2 separate regions of the Gossypium hirsutum genome follow, and region 2 is linked to region 1. Evidence: chromatin contacts called from public Hi-C data. All regions are on one chromosome and are shown on one strand. The core of a region is the stretch at or near the end of the contact, and the rest is flanking DNA. Distances in the headings are between cores, read along the strand shown.

The links. A called contact is a pair of places that touch in the nucleus more often than the background predicts.
Region 2: a Hi-C map of seedling shows a contact between it and region 1, with 2.4 times the contacts expected there. The contact joins the promoter of LOC107899228 here to the enhancer-like site in region 1. A contact is called at or near these places in 12 of 34 Hi-C or Micro-C datasets (anther, callus, fibers and 4 more).

The regions. Positions count from the first base shown.
Region 1 is chrD04:36,052,831-36,056,100 of Gossypium_hirsutum_v2.1, forward strand. LOC107899229 reads left to right here. Exons shown (of 14, transcript XM_016824881.2): 13 at 251-423; 14 at 593-1,033. The coding sequence ends at 394. It also overlaps the pseudogene LOC107899230. Among protein-coding and RNA genes, the nearest start is that of LOC107899229, 7.4 kb to the left of the region's middle. Within about 2 kb of position 1,926, at least 6 of the 9 cell types and tissues checked have an H3K27ac peak or open chromatin away from gene starts, as enhancers often do. A contact at or near this core is called in fibers, where this site is marked.
Region 2 is chrD04:36,127,812-36,131,012 of Gossypium_hirsutum_v2.1, forward strand. LOC107899228 (protein BIC1) reads right to left here and starts at 1,573. Exons shown (of 1, transcript XM_016824880.2): 1 at 866-1,573. The coding sequence starts at 1,418. The coding sequence ends at 984.

The sequences.
Region 1 (3,270 bases), core at 676-3,175:
ATGAGAAGATAAATAGGATTGGGGTCCCTGAGAGTTCACTGTGATGCAATGTGGGATATTGCCCATTATAGTTTCGCCCTTGTATGTTTGAAATAATTTTTCCTATTATATAGATTTTAGTTTTCAATGTATACTTGTATGATAATGACATTTTATTTTTGTGTCGAATTTCCAAGTTTCATTGTATAAGATCAGCATAGGTAAACCTATTTCCGTGGAATAATCTTTATTTATTCTGTATATATGCCAGCTATTGAGTGCTCGAGATATGGCACAAAAAACAGTCATAGGACCAGACCGCATTGTGTATAGTACTGACAGAGACTTGGTTGAGCAAGACTATGAAGCACGAGAGTGGGATAGAAGATTCCGAGAAATTGAGAAGTCAGACTAAAAAGAGCCTATATGGAGTATGGCTGCTTGGTAATTTTTCCAAGATCTCTTTGCTAAACCCTAAATGTTTATGACTTAGAAGCAGACATCTCTCTATTTCTCTCTCTCATTGTACATGTGTGTGTGTGTATACATATACATATAGGTCTAAAACCTCGGAGCTGCTATTCTGACACGGTTTCATATTTATTTATTATAGCTTCAGGCTGCTCTAGTTGGTGCCTCTCTTAGCAGAGAGCATCATTACATGAAGTGATTGACAGTAGATTATGGAAGCTGTCACTTTGAAACTGTTGACATACCATTGATGGAAGAGGCAATTCTACAAAAGAGAACAGGCGATCTCACTTCAGTGCTGGCTGGAATAGCTGAAGGGGGGAGGGGGTAATAATAGTGTAGATTTTTCATTAAATTGCCTCGCACTTCCTTTTTTAATCATTTGCGTATCATTATAGAATTGCGGAAGGTCAAGGTTATGAAATCAAATCCACTTCATTTGTTTTCACCATCTTCTGTTTACACTTGAAAGTAAAAGTATGTTGTGTACTGTGAACTGTAAATGGTTCATATTGTAAACCATTACATTTTACGGTGTTGAGACTTAAGAGATCAATCGATACTACTTTATTTTGGTTGTAAAGACGAGCGTTTTTGGACTTAAATGGTACACTGGTATATTATGTAAAAAGCAATGTTATTTGAACTGAATCAGACCGACTGATTCGATCGGGAATCAGTTTCGAAGGTGCTTTTGAACCAGTTAGGTTGGAAATTGGTACGTAGTAGTTAAAAAACTAGTTGAACTGACTATTGAATTGGCTAAAAATTGGTTAAATCAGTGTCGAACCGGTTGAATTGGAATTTTTTAATTTTTTTAATAAATTTTTAATTAGTCTGATTGTACTTGTCAAGTTGGTGGCTTGATCGGTTCGATTACCAATTCGGTTTAAAATATATTGGTAATAAGTAAAAATTGGTTAAATTTCTTAAATCTTGCCAACTCATAATTCCATATTTGTTTTAAAAAATTGAATCCCATTCAGATGGCATTAGAATGGAAGGCCAGGCCATAATATTGGGAACACATCAACAGAGACCTGGCATAATCACAAAAGAAAAAGCCAAAAATTGTCTCGTGGGCTTATTTAGAAAGACTAATCGGTTTAATTAATTCGTCCGGTTGAATTAAATAAATTATTAAAAATTTATTAAAAAAATTAAAAATTCAGTTCAATCAATTTTTTGTCCAGTTCAATTTTTCTGTACCAATTTCCACCCCAAGTTAATTGATTCAATACCTCTCTTTAGACTGGCATTTCGGTCGATTTGATCCAATCGATCCAGTTCAAACAAGCTCGTCTGAAACACAGAATGATGGGAAAACAATGCTTTGGTAATCTGAATAATGCAAATAGATGACGGCAGCAGCGTAGGTTCGGGTCTAGATCCCCAAGACTTCCAATCTCTATAACGGCGAATGTATATATCGACATCCCCAACCATAGCACTATTAAATGTCCTTATTCAGCTAAAATCTCAGTTAGATCTTGGATTTGAACTCAGATTAGTTGATAGCGGACCAACTCCATGGGTCAGAACCGTATCTCCCTTCGACAAGAAGTCGAAAAAGGACCTCAAGGATTAGCAGCTTAGATCAGGAAAGGGGAAAAAGGGTCAGCTCAGATTGGGATTTTAATGTACAAAACAAAATTTAAAGAACTGTGATTTTATAACCCTATTAAGATGTCAAACTTAACCCAAGTGAACTGTAGAACACACCATGGATCAGCAGTTACTCTAACTGGAGTTCGAGATGGCTTGGATATCATCATTTTACAGCTTATATAAGTTTTGACTAACAAAGTAGATCTGTGAAATGGCATGCCATTCATATGTACAAATTTCTTAGATGAATTGCTGGAGTACATACATTTGTATTAGCTACTTCTGTATTGTAGATAGCAGCAAAATCTAAAGGCTGCTTGCTTACCAATCTCAGAATGTAGTTACTGATGGTTGGCTCCTCAACTTGCTATGGGAGCCGAGCAAGTAATCTGCGCCGCAACTCCACTCAAAACCCACTTTGCCGATGCAACGATATTCCTATTAAACAGCAAATGACCACTTTCAAGCGATATGGAAGATCAATATACCTGCATGAATAGAATTATGGGATAATGATTAGTTTTATATCCAAGGCCCCAAATAAACAATTTGATTCCCTGAAAGTTATCCATGGAACTTATATATTAACGCCTAAAAGTTTTTATGGGAGCGTAAGATGAATTTGTAAAGGCTTGCTGCTTGGCAGGATTATTTTCCTTAGGTTAACTCCTTTGAGAGTGAATTTAACAACAAGAACCGTGTGTAAGCAATAAACATGCAACTGTTTAACAAAAAGTCCATAAGCTAAGTACAACCAAAAGGAACCCTTCTCCTACATCCCTTTTTTTTTAACCTCAAATTCGGGATGAAATGTTTAAATTAAAAGGAGATATCCTTTTTCCATCTATTGCATGAAAATTAAGCTCTTAAAGATAACATCATTGGAAAACACACTTATGGTTTTCCACATTGGTCTCTCGATTCATTTAATTTCCAATTCACACAAGCATACATCTCAAAAGTGATTGTACAAACAAGCATGAAAAGGGTTCTATAGAGAGAGTGCCTGACAAGCTAAAAATGTAGGTAAATCATTTGACAATCAAGATACATCCATAAATAGATCATTTGAATTTAGCAGGGACAAGTAGAGTAAATCAAATAGAAGATGGTATGTACAAATAGTGCACTTACCTAAAAGTGTGAAGACAAATACTATTGCCAGTATCATTTTTATGGACTGCTGATTAACTTTAACGAGATATGAAAATC
Region 2 (3,201 bases), core at 323-2,822, 75 kb after region 1:
CAGTTAGTGGGCACTTTTTTGTCATCTTATGAAATGTTCTAATAATTGCCTTTGAATGATAGCAAAACCATCCAGAAAATAATCAAAATAAAATGCAACTTGTTAGTAAATGTCCATTTCTTTAGCTTTACTAGTCTGACTGTTAGACGGTATTTTCCATCACTTAGGCCAAGCATGTTGAACCAGCAGCCCACCTACAATATTGTTTTGTTAGAATTTTCCTATTTCGAACTCCCTTGGCCTTTTGCTAAGGTTATTCATCCATAAAACCCTCTTAGATTCCAACCTTCGATCGAAGCATTGATAGTAAAAAAGGATTTTCCTATTTCACCGTTTCTTTTTCCTTTTATTTACGGCATCACCTTGTCGATTACACCAGCGAGCTGATTCAAGGTAGACACTGACTGCTTTGGCCGATACGGGACATGAATTTTAGTAACAAATTGGCCAATGCAGAAAAAGAAAAGAAAAGAAAAGCACGAGCAACTGCTGTATAGAAAAAAGTAGTATAGTTCTTAATTTGTCATCTTCAGAAAATCCCCCAATGATTTGCACCACTGAACCAGGTCAGCCGTGTTGGAGGGTTGGGCTAAGTTTCTCCCCCACAATGTGCTCTTGGTGATAACCATGATTTTGACTAACCTCACATACTGCATCTTCTATCCTGAATGAGCTGGTAAAGATTAGATTATAAAATCGAAATCATATCTTTAATTAGTCGGTGAAGTGACATCCATTAGATTCCATAGTTTATTATTCTTTTTCCTGTTTGTATGTCATAACATAACTAAATCAAATTTCATTTATCATAAAAAAATATAAAATATAAAAGTAGCAACATAATAACTCTGGCAAATCTCATACGTAAAGCAGAAAATGAAATCAAACCATCCATTATTAAAATGTATCCTTTTTTTTTATCTCAATCTTGATTAACTAAAACACACGAAAGGAAATAATACTATATAATAATAATAATAATTTTAACACCTGTTTTCTATTCTAAATCCGCCAGAATTGGCTCTTCTTCCTTCCTCAACCAAAGCAGCACGAGCTGACATGATCCCATGAGGCACCAAAGAATCATTAAATGCAGAACAATCAATCCAATCCTTCAAAAGCTCTTCTTGACCCCATATGTCAGGAATCCAAACATTGCCCGCCACTTCAATCCTATGCCTCTTCAGTTTCTCCCGTCCATTGTCTTCTTCAGATTCATCCGCCCTCATTGCTTCTTCTTCTTTAACCTCATGATCCGCTCCTACTTCCGGAGCCGGTGAAGACCCACGACACTTCACATGACATGTTTCCATCCCAGAGCTTGTTCCATCGCGGTCGGGCTGCTGAGTTTCGTTGGGTTGTTCTGGCGGCTGGTGGGGTGTCGTGTTTTTCATGTCTTGAGGATGTAGTACGTTCATAAAATGGAAGGGAAAGGGTTTAGGCGGATGGGTGAGGGTTGAAAGAGAAGATAGAAAGATTAGATTTTAGAGAGGGGGGAAGGGGGGTTTAGTTGATATGTGGGAATAAAAGCAAAGAGAGAATGGGTGGGGAGTTGGTTTACACGTCATCTCTCTGTCAAAGACTTTACATGTGTTGTCTTGTTTTTGTATGGCAACTAAGAATCTTACGTGTCTTCTTCCGAAGGTAGGTTAAATTTAAGTAGTACTGCATTTTGTGTGGTTTACTTCCATGTTCCTTCATCTTCCAGAACTCGCTCTGGAGTATTTAGAATCTTGGTTACTCACACTTGTTTTATTGGTCAAATTTTGTTATTAGGGCTTAAACTTAGTATAAGCAGTAGATTTAGCATTTGTGCTTTAATTTTGTTATTTTTAATTCTTGTACTTTTAGAAATTTGAATATTTTAGTTCTATTATTTTCATAATTTGATACATCAAACATATTATCGTATGGCTAATGTTATGACAATTTGTTATTTTTATATATTATTTATAAAAAGAATTGGTTAATAGATTTAACAATTGTCGTTTGCATTCAGACTGATATATCGAAATTAAAAAAATATAACTACTACAAATGATCTAGTTGAAGAACATAGACTAAATCTATAACTTTAGGCATAATATAGGACTAGTAGCATAAGTTAACCAAACAAATTTAACTGCTACAAATTGGTCAGGACTAAAATTTTAAATTTCAAAAAGTATACGGACACAACTTACACAAAATAAATGACCTAATAACATAATTTGACTTATTTTATTTTAAAATTTTTATAAGTTTAGAATTTAAATATTAATTTTATATATTTAGGATACAATTTTCATTTTAAAGACAACTTTAAAAACTAAACTTAGTTCTTTTAATTTATTATTTAATAATTTTAAAAATCAAATTTTAGTATGGAAAAAGAGGAAAGTGAAATCTCGGCATATGATTCCCTCGATGGATTTTTTCGGGAGGGATTGTGAGGTTCATGTTGAGTTCTATTTTTATTTATTTTTGGATAGACATAGGAATAAATAAATAAAAGAAAACCATGATTTCTTTGAATAATATATTAGCCAATCGGGTAGTTGGTTTTGAATAATATATTAGCCAATCGGGTAGTTGGTTTTCATTTGAGGAAACAGAATAAAATAAATTCACAAAAAAATATTCTTTGAATGAGATATAGACAAATGTTTAGAGATATTTTTTCTTTGTTCTTGATGTACACTAACAACTATTCTCTCCCCTCTCCTTCTGTTTGTGTTCATTTGTTGGTGTATTGCGAAATTAACTAAAAATTTAACTAAGATAAGTGTATTTATCAACTAATAGTATAACTAGGTGAATAAAGATATCGTCCTCACAAAAACTAAAAATACTAGTAATAACTATCTTTCTATTATTTAACTGAATAATTCGAGTGATTGGTTAAAATGAAAATTAACTAAATTAATTAACTAAGGAACACGATAAAAAATAAATCAGGAAAATAATTGATTAATAATCAATAAGCAAAACAATACCCAGGAAAGAATCCGCCTAGATTTCCTCTGTCACTATCAATCTAAATTACGCAATTTCTTTACTTAGTATATTGATCCGTAGAAATTCTCTAAATTATGCTAATATCTCTTTCGAGTATAAGAGCAATTGACTATGTTGATTTGTAACACCCTTAACCCATATTCGTCGTCGGAACAAGGTTACGGAGCATTACCAGAGTTTACACATTAAATATAATCAAATTGT